Regions from separate parts of the Mus musculus genome. Here regions 1, 2 and 3 are each linked to region 4. A link is a contact called in public Hi-C and promoter capture Hi-C data. All regions are on one chromosome and are shown on one strand. Each heading gives the region's core, a stretch centred on a gene start, on an enhancer-like site or on the middle of the called end of the contact. The rest is flanking DNA. Distances are from core to core; before and after follow the strand shown.

Region 1 (3,057 bases), core at 179-2,678, 3.0 Mb after region 4:
CGATGAGATAAAATATGGACAATAAAGCTAAAAGGATTTCCAAATTTTGTATTACTAGCAAACTGACTTTTACAATGCACATTTTTAAGGCGCTAAATGTCTCCAAAAGAAAAGCCTTAATACCTGGTAATCATGGCACACACTAGAAATAACTTTTCAGACTGGAAATATGAGCTAGTTCGCTGTGGTTACAGGCACAGCATACAAAAGCCATGACACCATTCCTAGGTTCTTGCTGCATTTGGCTGTTAGGACTACAGTTGGCCAATGAAACCAGACTTAGACTACTGCTTTTCCAAGGGTAAACACTCTCTATGGAAATAAGGTATACCTGAGATTTTTGCCCTTGGGCTTCCACTCCTGGGAAGAGCTCCATCCAGAGACTGAGCAGGGTGAAAAGGTTCACTTTAGAAAGCCTTGGTATTTGACCTACAAAAGAGAAGGCAAGCACTTCAGAATTTCACTAGTGAAGGCAGAGGAGCTAAGCTCAAAGCTACGAGTGAGCTGCAGATGGTCTGGCAGGCAGGAGAATAAAAGCTTCCTTAGCAAGAGTGGCCACAACCTCACTTTCAGTGACCTCGGGTGGCACTTTCCAAAGTTGGGTGCTTTTTTTTTCTCCAGCTCACCCCACAGGTAAAATAGTAAAACTGATACAAAGGCTCTGGAAATAATCAATCAATCAATAGGATAAGGGCTCCTCTCTGATGTAGCCGAGGAGCAAGGTCCCCACCCCTACCCCTCTGGAACCTGGCATTGCTAAAAGGGCAATGGTTGGAACATGATTGATCTTCAACCATAAGGCAAAACTTGAGGGAGGTATCACGGGTGGTGAATTTGCCAAAGCGCAATTTCAGGCTCTTCAGCTCCGGGATACTGACTCTAGGTGCAACCACCCACCAGTGCAGGACAGGACGCGACCTATGAAGCCTGGACAGCACAGTGTCCGGGACGCGCGCCTGGCAAGGAGACCAGGGACGGCGGGGCAGACAGGAGTCGCTGTGAGTCACAGGGCAGGCAGGGTGTCAGGGAGGTGCAGTATGTGTGTGTGTGGGGGGGGGGGGGGGAGTAGCAGGCTAGCAGGGCGGGAAGGAGACATAGAGCAGGGAGGGTGCTGGGCTGTGCGGAGACACAGGACAGGCAGGATGCGGAGCTGGAGGGAGACTCGGGCAAGCGTGCAGAGCGCCAGGAGAGGGGCAGGGCGGGAGAGAAGGCCACCGCACTCACCCGTCATGCTGCCCGTCTGCGTGCCGACTGACCTCTCGGCCCCGGAACCCTCCAAACTCTGCATCTGATCCGTTTCTTTCATCCCCAGCCCAAAGGCCTCGGCCCAGGACAGCTTGCCCGGTCAGGCATGATAGGTTCCTTGAAGCTCGCCTACGGCCACCTCTGCGGCCTGTCAACAACCGCTTGTTCTGCGCAGCAAGATGACGTCTCGGTATGCCCCCCCCATCGCTTCCGGCGCTTAATGTGACGTCAGAGTCCGGCGCACCGAGGTGGTGGTGGTGGTTATCTATCAGTTATGCTACTCTGTGTAGCAGGCTGTGTTCAGTGATTTTTGCAGAAAGAAGGACGCTTGAAGTTGTCTTGGTTCGGGACAGTAGGGGACCAGGGTGGAGGACTTAAACAGAGAGAGGCGAACATAGAACCGGAGTGGGCGAGGTGGGGGAAGCAGGGCCATCGGAACCCAGCCGTCAGATGTGGGCGGATCCCAGGGTATTTGGTTCTGCTTCATATCCAAACTCACACAAACTATGAGAAGAGAACTGGGAGGATCGAAGAGTTAAGTAGACAGCGGAACCTGAAAAATCTGAGTTGTCCGTCCCAATGAATTTGTAAATAGAGCGTACGTGTGCGCGCTTACCGTACAGAGGGTATCTTCCTCTATATGGCCCTCCAAATGTTTGTTTTGAGAATGGGTCTCTGCTTGGATCTGGAGCTCACTGGTTGGCTACACTGGAGCTTCATCCTCCTGTCTCAGACTTTACACACTTGTGACTACAGGCTGGTGCAGCTTTACTCAGACCTTTTTTTTTTTTTAATGTGGGTTTGAGGGATCCAGAAGGAACTCCTCAAGCTTATATCTAAAGCATGTACACAATGAACCATCTCCTCAGCCCCCAGTGAAAAATATAAAGTGTAAAATGAAGCCTGGAGAGGTCAGAAACATGGCCCAGCAGTTAAGAACACTTCCTACTCTTCCAGTGGGTCTGAGTTCAGTTCCCAACACCCACATCCAGAGTGGGTCACTACAACCCTTAACTCCAGAGATGGATATTTGAACAAAAATTGTAAAAATAGTTTTATTTTTATTTAAAATATAATATCATTACAAATCTCCCCCCTCCCCGAGGCCCTGATCATTTTTAAATTAATTCATGGTTTTTCTTTAACCACTATTGTTTATATACATGTATTATATATGTATATAATATATACACACATATATCTCTACATATATGTGCTTGTATGTATATGCTTTTAGGACTGATCACTTGGTACTGGATAACTAGTTGAGGGGACTTATTCTTGGGGAAGACTAATTTCTCCTCTGTTATTATTTACCCTTCATCTAGATATGGGACCCCTGGGAGATTTCACCCATGTTGGCAAGTTAGCTGGTGTTGGCATTGTTCGGGTCTTGTTTTGGCAGCCATGTTGTTGAAATTTTGTAGGTGGAGCTTTCCTGCAACAACTAGAAGACAATGTTCTGACAGCTTCCTGATCCTCTCTGGCTCTTACAGTCTTTTCATCCCCCTCCCCCCTTTCTGAGATGATCCTGAACGTTAGGTGTAGGGGTTGAGTTCTAGATCCAACCTTCAGGACTGGATATGCAAGGTCAGTTGTTCTCTACATTTTGAGAACTGCTGTTGCTACTACCTTCCTCCTCCTCTGCTCCATTCTCTCTCTCTCTCTCTCTCTCTCTCTCTCTCTCTCTCTCTCTCTCTCTCTCTCTCTCTCTCTCTGTGTGTGTGTGTGTGTGTGTGTGTGTGTGTGTGTGTGTGTGTTTGTCTTTTTAAGAAAGGGTCTCACTGTGAAGTCCTGGCTGGCCTAGAACAC
Region 2 (2,989 bases), core at 314-2,813, 4.3 Mb before region 4:
ACATATATAATACTGTAGCTGTGACACTTTCTTTCTTTTTCTTTTCTTTTTTTTTTTTTGGCTTTGTTGTTTTGTTTTGAGGCAGGGTCTCTCTAGGTAGTTCTGGCTGTCCTGGAACTCACTGTGTATACCAGGCTGGCCTCAAACTCACAGATATCCCTCTTGTTTAAAAAAGTGCTGGGATGGGCTGGTGAGATGGCTCAGTGGGTAAGAGCACCCGACTGCTCTTCCGAAGGTCTGAAGTTCAAATCCCAGCAACCACATGGTGGCTCACAACCATCTGTAACAAGATCTGACTCCCTCTTCTGGAGTGTCTGAGGACAGCTACAGTGTACTTACATATAATAAATAAATAAATCTTTTAAAAAAAAAAGTGCTGGGATTACAGGCATGAGCCACCATGAAGGGTTTTTCTCCCTGCTTTTTCTTCTAATCTTCTTTGATTCTCACATAGATTTTTAAGCTCCTTTAAGGTAACAGCAGTGTCTTCTTTTTGCCGAAACCCATGAGTAGTGTAGATATGCAATAAATGTTCACAAATTACGGTGAGACTGAATTTCACCAAGGTCTGCTGTTGTGAGCTGTGAATACTGCAAAGCACTGACATGCTACCCACACATGTAGTATGGATTCGGTATTCTCGCAGAGCTTTGCAACTGGTTTACCTTAAATAATTGAGCTTGTGCTGGAGAAGGCTATTAGGGTAGTACTCTTTTAAGTGCCTTCAATTTTTCTAACTTTGTCATACAAGGGGGAGGGGGAAAATGTTTAAAGACCAAAATCAAGTGTTTTCAGATTCTTGCTACGTTTGTAAACACTTGCACTACTCATTCATTAAGGTCCTAGTGAGAAGGTCCTAGTGAGGACCCTGTTGTGGCTGCTAAACCGGGCTCTGGGGATAGATATACAGAAGCAATCCTTGCTCCCCGCCCACATGGGAAAGAAAAGACAGTGACAAAGCAAACGTTACAACTAAGGTAAAACAGGCACAGAAGCAACAAAACGGGTTTTGCTGGCTCTCGGAATAAGGTACTGAGAGGCTTCACGGACGCAACATTCTCCTAGACAGGACTGGAATGGGACCCAAGGAGAGGAGTGGACCCATGTTGGTGTGGTGTTACGCTTGAAAAACCGACGCCCGGGAGGAGGCACTGCAAGCTTTCCCGCAGGTGGGCATGCGTTTCAGCTACTCGGGAAAGATGGGGTAACCAACAATCGAGGAGTCCAATAAAGGGCTGCTCCGGAAAGGGCGCAGAGCCCGGGGCTGTCTTCCTCTCCAGGAGTCTCTCGCCCCGCCCAGGCCCGCCCCGACCACCCCGCACCTCACCCAAGTGCCCAGAGTCCTGCTTCCGTCGCCGCTGCAATCTCTCGCGAAGCGAGTCCAGCTGTTTCTTATGGGCCTGGATAGAGCTCCACGTGTCCGACATCCTAGCTCCCAGCGCGGACTCGGCTCGAATCAGGCGCGGCGGACTAGCACCTCCCCAGCCTAGAACTAAGAAACATCTAATTCTCACGAGGACGCCCGAAGGCCAGCCGGATAGAGCCAAGATGAAAAGCCACTTCCGGTTGGCGAACCAGCCGGACGTAATCCTCACGGTAGTTCTCTCTCGTGTTTCCGGGAGCGCTGAGGCTGTGTTTGCCATGTTGGTAGCTGGCAGACCCGCCATGTTGTTTCTTTAAGTCGTTAGTGACAACGCATTTAAAATAGCAGGGCTAGAACAAGTGTGAGTGTTTGACGGGTGGGTGTATGCGTGGAGAGATGGATGGACGGGAAGGAGTGAACAGACTGTTAGTCTGGTTGATTGTATATTCTGGTCCTTGCACATACGGTCAAGCACTGTATCATAGATTTCTGCCCTTAAGGCCCCAGATTTTCTAAGTTAAATATTATCTTCCTTCCTTCCTTCCTTCCTCCCTCCCTCCCTCCCTCCCTCCCTCCCTCCCTCCCTCCCTCCCTCCCTCCCTCCCTCCCTCCTTCTTTCTTTCTTTCTTTCTTTCTTTCTTTCTTTCTTTCTTTCTTTCTTTCTTTCTTTCTTTCTTTCTTTCTATACAAAGTGTGTGAAAGGAGAGTGGAGTTTCACTATGTGGTTCTGCAACTCACAATCCTCCTGCCTCAATATCCGAGTTCTGGGAATTCAGGCATATTCTAAGACAAACATCTTAATTAGGGAACCATCTTTTTCAGCGTGAGGGAGCACTCTTTAAAAATGTTCAGGATGAGTGGAGAGATGTCTCGGCAGGTAAGAGCACTCAGTGCTCTCCCAGAGGTCCTGAGTTCAATTCCCAGCAACCACATGGTTACTCATATCCATCTGTAATTGGGATCCGTTGCCCTTTTCTGGTGTGCCTGAAGACGGCTACAGTGTACTCATATACATATAATAAATTTGTTCTTTTTTTTTTTTTTAAAAGAAAATGTGCAAGAAATGGGGAGGTAGCTCAGTAAAGTGTTTGCTGTGAAAGCATGAGATTCTGAGATTCCCAGAACCCACATAAATTTAAGGCAAAGCTGTGTGGGGTGGCAGACATTGTTTTAGCTTAATTTAGAAAAAGGTTTATTTTTGTGTTTGAATATTTGTATATGTGTGTTTGTACACACACACACACACACACACACACACATACCTGGCTCCCCTGGAGACCAGAAGACGGAGTCATCTTCGTGAACTAGAGTTACAGGCAATTGTGATGTACAATGTGGGTGCTAGGGTTTGAACCTGAGTTCAATTCTGTAATAATAAATTGTGCTCTTTACCACTGAGCCTTATCTCCAGCCCATGACTAGGCAGTTGTTATCTCAGTGTTGGAAAGGCAGAGAACAGTAGATCTCCTGGGCTGGCTATCAAACCTATCCAGAAACAAAAACTAAAGTAAAATTATTTCTATTATTGCACTGAATGGTCTTATGTACAGTAGTTTGATTACAAAAACTAATAAAATAGTCCCTAAATAATGAAAAGTTAAGGGGCTGGAGAGATGACTCAGCAAT
Region 3 (2,768 bases), core at 204-2,703, 4.5 Mb before region 4:
AGGCTACATTAAAAAGAACTCAACACCTAGCCGGGCGTGGTGGCGCACGCCTTTAATCCCAGCACTCGGGAGGCAGAGGCAGGCGGATTTCTGAGTTCGAGGCCAGCCTGGTCTACAAAGTGAGTTCCAGGACAGCCAGGGCTATACAGAGAAACCCTGTCTTGAAAAACCAAAAAAAAAAAAAAAAAAAAAAAAAAAAAGAACTCAACACCTACAAGAGAGAAACTAATTTGTTTTTAAGCACGGTTTTACTATGTAGTCCTGGGCTGCCTTGCAATGGGTAAGGGGTCCTGTCTCAGAGCCTCCACAATACAAAGATTACTGGCCTGCACTATCATACATAGCTATAAACTGCCTTTTTGAGTTTTAGAGGGATAGGACTAGTACTGAGGTAGCTGTAAACCCTTGCTGTGCCTTTTAATTATTGTTCCCAAGTCCAGCTTGAAATTTTTCTGCTAACATCCGTGTCAGGTCCCCTCCCCCCAAAAATAAGCCTTTCCCCCTATTTATTTATTTACGAAACAGAGTTTCTCTGTGTATCCTGGGCAGTCCTAGAACTCAAAGAGATCTGCCTGTCTCTGCCTCCCAAGTGCTGGGATTAAAGGCGCGCACCACCTAGAAACTCAGTGAAAATACTTGACCTGTCTAGTACGATCCTGTCAACCGCTTCTAAGGCTCAATTCTCTCTATGACAGTAGTACCTACCTCAAGTTCCACTAACTTATGATTTGTAACCTGCAGATAAAATGTGAGCTGTAATTATTCCAATTAAAATTAATCTTCCGCACTTCCCTTTACAAACACAAGCACTCCGACTTTTAACCATTTTACCCCTAGAGGAAAAAAGTAATGATTACTCAACCTATTGTTAAAACGCCGTTCAGATGCCATGTAGCCAGCCTGGAATTTAGAAGCTTCCAGTCCGACACCACCATGTTATCGCTCCCCTACCCCCACCCAGCGTCTATCTTCGGAAGTGATAACGGAATCCGTAAGATATCCCCGACAATTACATCAACAAGCATTTCGTTCTTCGCTTTCTTGGTCCCCCCTTGGAATCCCTGATGGGCAAAGAAAATCAAAGTAGCCGTTAAACCCGAGCGCGCAGACAGGGTATTTTCGTACGCACCGTGGCCTGGAGGTCACTAGGTTGACTCCGCGCCAAGGCCGAGGCCCTGTTGCCTCCCGCATGAGACCCAAGTCCCCACCGCACGGGAACAAACGCGGCCTCGGCTTCTGCCGCGAGGCCGGTTTCCCCCTTACACACGCTGGCGGGGCCCAGCAGCCCAGGGCCTCCCCTGCACTCGCCCCCTTCGCTTACCAAAAGGAAGGAGAGAGAGAAGAGACCGCCTCTCCTACTGCGAGTCTACGCCGAGACGCCGGAGCTACAACAGCGAAGAACCACACGACCGTTCGCTCTCCGTCTCCTCACAAAATGGCCCCCGAGCTCCTCTGCCGCCGAGGCGAAAGTCCAGCCCCCGCCTCGTTCCTGGAGGCGTTCCTATTGGCTGTGACTTTTCTCGCTCCCGCTCCTAATTAGCGAGCGCTACCGCTCCTCACAATTCCGTCCAATCATAATCCGAGGTGGGTTGGGCTAATTGCGAGAATTTCCACATGCGTAACAGAGGCTAGTTAGTAATTGGTTCAGCTTCATGCCACTTAGTGACTGACGGATGGTTATTGGTCAATGTACCAGACGGAAAGCTGGGTGGAATTTTCGCCTTTGTATCGCGCACAGCTTCTCATCCGGGTATCCGGCGGATCTGACTGACGGCCGCATCGTCCTATCAGTGCTTCTGAGAGCTCCCAGGTCCGGCCAGATCACCGCATTTCCGCGGCGCGGGGGTGGGAGAGCCTGGGTGGAGTCTGGTAGCGGGTGCAAACGGCCTGCCCTAGCCCCAGGCCTAGGAAAAGGGAAACGCAAACAAGCTTCTGAGAAGGGAGGAGAGTTATCTCTAGGCCGTCTACTAGCTCTGCAGTTATTATCAAATTCAGATCCCTTCTTTCTGCCAGATTCTATAAGCTGTTGGGAGGACATGGCCTTCTCAGTGAACAGCTCCCCCTCCAAACCAACTGGGTTCTGTAGTTCTCTCCTGCAGGAGCAATTACCCGACCTCCTATAAACCCGCTTCCTTGTCCCAAGTCGCCACACAGTCTGCAAACCCAATGGCCAGCCACCTCAATTTCCCACTTTCTAGAATAGACTACTTAATCCCCTCAGGTTTGGTCTGCCACTAAAGCTCTGGTTATACTGTAGGAACATTAAATACACTGAAATGTATATATAGCTTACGGAGAAAAGGAGATTGTATCCCAGAAAAATTTCCTGATTTTTTTTAATCTTTAGATCTTTAAACCTTTGCCTTTTTCTTTCTTTCCTTTTTTTTCTTTTTTTTTTTTTTTTAAGAAAAAGATTTATTTACTGTTTTTATATGAGTACACTGTAGCTGTCTTCAGACACACCAGAAGAGGGCATCCGATCCCACTACAGATGGTTGTGAGCCACCATGTGGTTACGATCAGGACCTTTGGAAGAGCAGTCAGTCCTCTTAACCTCTGAGCCATCTCTCCTGCCTAGCCTTTGTCATTTTCAAAAGATTTATTTTATGTAAACCAGTCCAACGAGTTTATGTGTTCCCAATTTTACATCTTATTTTTAAAAAGAAAAGTTTGGGCTAGGTAGTGTTTCAAGTGCAAGCCAGCCTGGTCAAGTTTCAGGACAGCTAGAGCTATAGAGTGAAACTCTATCTTGAAAAAACAATAAATAT
Region 4 (2,974 bases), core at 184-2,683:
TGAGGCCGGTCTGGATACATAGCAAGTCCCAAAGACAGTGTGAGTGTAAAGTGAGAGACTGTCTTTAAAACAAAACAAAAGCAAGAAAACCCAGAGCTGGAGAGATGGCTCACAGTGGGTAAAGTGCAAACTGTACACGCCTGGCGATCAGAGCTGGTCCCGGAACCCACATAAAGGTGAAAGGAGACACTGACTCTACAAAGTTGTCCCCTGCCCTCCACACATGCAGAACATGCATGAAATCCAACACATATCATGTACACAACAATATTTGTAAAAGGTAATCTTAAAACTAAATAAATCTTAATTTAGACAGTAAACAAGCTGCAAAGAAAGTCACTCTGTAATGTGAAAATCGTCAACAATTCCCTGTTAGACTGAGCAAAGTGTAATAATGGTTTAGGGCAGCATCTTAACATCGTCTTCACACACACACACACACACACACACACACACACACACACACACCTTTTTTTAAAAAGCACTAAAACTTCCATACCTTTGCTACAAGTCCATTACTGTGGTCCTAAAACTATACGTACTGCCAGTTTTAAGTATTGAAATACTGATTCACAGTTGGGTATTGATGATACACACCTATAATACAGTGTTTGAGGTGGAAGGCTAGCTTGGGCTACATAACAAGCCCTTGTCTAAAGAACGCCAAAAATTTTCCCCTAAATTTGTTTTTTATTACTTATACGAAGGCCTAGGTAAACTACAAATAATAGACTGTCTAGGACAGTATGTTATGTAAACTCAGATATTAAAATCTGAGGTACAACACCACCTGCTTATGAAGTTGTAGTCATTACCGTAAGTTAATTGTACGTAAAGCTGCCTTTAAAAAAAAATCGACTAATTGAAAGCTTTGACATCTTTCTGTTCAAAACATAAATTATCTGCACTGGAGAAGGAGGAAGTTACGAGGAGACAATTCAGACCTTGATTGAGGAAGATACGAGGAGACAATTCAGACCCTGAAAACTTTCAGCTGACAGGTCCGCCTCCCCTGAAACACAACTCTTCTTGAAAGCAACAAAGCTTTTGGAGAAGCCGAGATAAGGCCTCCTGAAAGACTGCAAGCGGCGCCACTGCACCCGGCCCGGCGAGCGTGTCGCCCGGAACAGAAACACGCACCCCGGCCGACCCCCTTGAGGACCGATCCCCCGGGTGCTCGGAAGAACAAAGCGGGCTTAAGCCCCGGAACCACCGCCGCCCGCGGGCGCCAAGCCCTCCGCGCCATGCCAGCCCCAAAGCCCAAGCTGGCCTCTCAGGAACCGGGCGGCGGACGGGCTTCTCCGCTCCTTCCGCCCATCAGTTACCGTTCTTCGAAGAAACAGCTGTTCAGACCGCTCCGACCAGCGATAGTCACCACTTAGCTGGCCCGGCATTTACGAATGAGCCGCCACAACCATCGCTGCAGCCAGAGCCCCGCCTCCTGGACCGGCCCCGCCCAACTCTGGTCCAGTGACTCCTGGGAAATGTAGTTCCTACAGTCCGTGTGAGCTTGCGCGCAGGCGCCTCGGACACATGCAAACTACAACTCCCAGCAACACCGCCATAAACGTTGCTAGGGGATGCTCTATGCGCGCTCTTTTGCGGCGGGCACTGGTCAACAGCTGTTGTTCTGAAGTCAACCGATTGAGATCTGACCCCTGCGGTAACAGAGAGCGTACTCCATTGTGCCAGGAACACAGAGATTCAAACCGAATCTAAAAGACGACAGGTTTGGGAGAGTTTCGTCGTCTTCGCTTTTCTCTTTGAATGGGTTTGATTTAATAAAGACCTGTTTAAAACAAAAAAGTGACATTGGTAGGACGAATAAGTGAAGATAACCGTGGAAAAATTTACTCCGGAAATAATCATCTATTATGTGGCTAGTCGATGGCTGCACAAAGTGTGTGCATTCAGTGTTTAAATTATATGGAATATTGAAAGTGCAGATATTAAAATTATATATGGAATGTTGAGCGCAGATTTCACTGTTTATTTGTTTTGCCACCAGAGGGGTTCCAAAATACAGACATGACCCTTTAATCTAGGATGCTACAACACTTCAAGCTACCACAGTTTTTAGACTAGGTTTGAACAATATTGTAAACTAACATCTGTTTTTTAAATATATAATTTTACTATTTTATTTTTACTTTATGTGCAAGCATATTTTGCCTTCATGTTAGTATGTGCCCTGACGTGTGTCTGGTGCCTGTAGAGGTCATAGGGGCCATCTGATCCCATGATCCCATGGAACTAGAGCTACAGATGTTTGTGAGCTACCATGTAGGAGCTGGAAACTGAACCCAATCTTGGGAGAGAGAACAGCAAATGCCCATAACCACTAGGCCATCCCATTTTCTCTTCTCCGGTTGATCAAATGCTTGCCTAGTATGTTCTATCCTCAGCACTGTATAATCCAAAATTGGTGACCAGTCTCTCAGGTGGGGAAGGTGAATCAGAAATTCAAGGTCACCCTCCAATATAGAGTAAGTTAGAGGCCAGTATGTTAACATGAGATTCTATATAAAAAGGTCATCAAGAAGAATTGCCCTTTATACTAATTAGTTCAAATAAATCAATATTATTAAAGATAATTAAAATTTTGTACAGACACCTCAAACATGGAGACGGGAAAAGTTTTTGTTTTGCTTTGTTTTGTTAGGTTACATCATAGATGAAAAAGCCAAAGTTCAAAACTACCAAGATCACACACCTAAAATGTTGACAAGAGAATGGAGCTCAGTGGGTAGCAAAGACCTTGCCTGCTGTACCAGAGGCTGAGTTCCATCCACTGCCCTAAGCTGATTAGTCAGTAAATTAATAACTTAAGATGCTGAATGAGGGTTCAAATGGTCTTCTTTTGGCCTGAAACCATGCCCAAAAATCATTTTCTTAAAATGTGTGTCTTTGACAATAATCACAATATTCTCTACTATTTCTGCCTACATTTTATTTGGTATAGTATGTTATGCCA

Evidence for each region. Promoter capture Hi-C pulls out the DNA fragments that hold promoters and counts their contacts. Hi-C and Micro-C count contacts between places; a contact is called where the count stands out from the background.
Region 1: a contact with region 4 is called in a Hi-C map of muscle stem cells, with 3 times the contacts expected there. The contact joins the promoter of Cdadc1 here to the promoter of Cenpj in region 4. A contact is called at or near these places in 2 of 39 promoter capture datasets (liver and pre-B cells) and 2 of 484 Hi-C or Micro-C datasets (CD4 T cells and muscle stem cells).
Region 2: a contact with region 4 is called in a promoter capture Hi-C map of pre-B cells. The contact joins the promoter of Mettl3 here to the promoter of Cenpj in region 4. A contact is called at or near these places in 2 of 39 promoter capture datasets (liver and pre-B cells) and 1 of 9 other capture datasets (pancreatic islet).
Region 3: a contact with region 4 is called in a promoter capture Hi-C map of pre-B cells. The contact joins the promoter of Hnrnpc here to the promoter of Cenpj in region 4. A contact is called at or near these places in 2 of 39 promoter capture datasets (liver and pre-B cells).

Annotation. Positions count from the first base shown.
Region 1 is chr14:59,596,531-59,599,587 of GRCm38.p6, forward strand. It overlaps Cdadc1 (cytidine and dCMP deaminase domain containing 1), which reads right to left and starts at 1,429. Exons shown (of 10, transcript NM_027986.3): 1 at 1,225-1,429; 2 at 332-429. The coding sequence starts at 1,306.
Region 2 is chr14:52,303,561-52,306,549 of GRCm38.p6, forward strand. Mettl3 (methyltransferase like 3) reads right to left here and starts at 1,564. Exons shown (of 11, transcript NM_019721.2): 1 at 1,328-1,564. The coding sequence starts at 1,427.
Region 3 is chr14:52,102,568-52,105,335 of GRCm38.p6, forward strand. It overlaps Hnrnpc (heterogeneous nuclear ribonucleoprotein C), which reads right to left and starts at 1,454. Exons shown (of 9, transcript NM_001170981.2): 1 at 1,322-1,454. It also overlaps a transcript of Rpgrip1 not described here.
Region 4 is chr14:56,570,413-56,573,386 of GRCm38.p6, forward strand. It overlaps Cenpj (centromere protein J), which reads right to left and starts at 1,434. Exons shown (of 17, transcript NM_001014996.2): 1 at 1,326-1,434.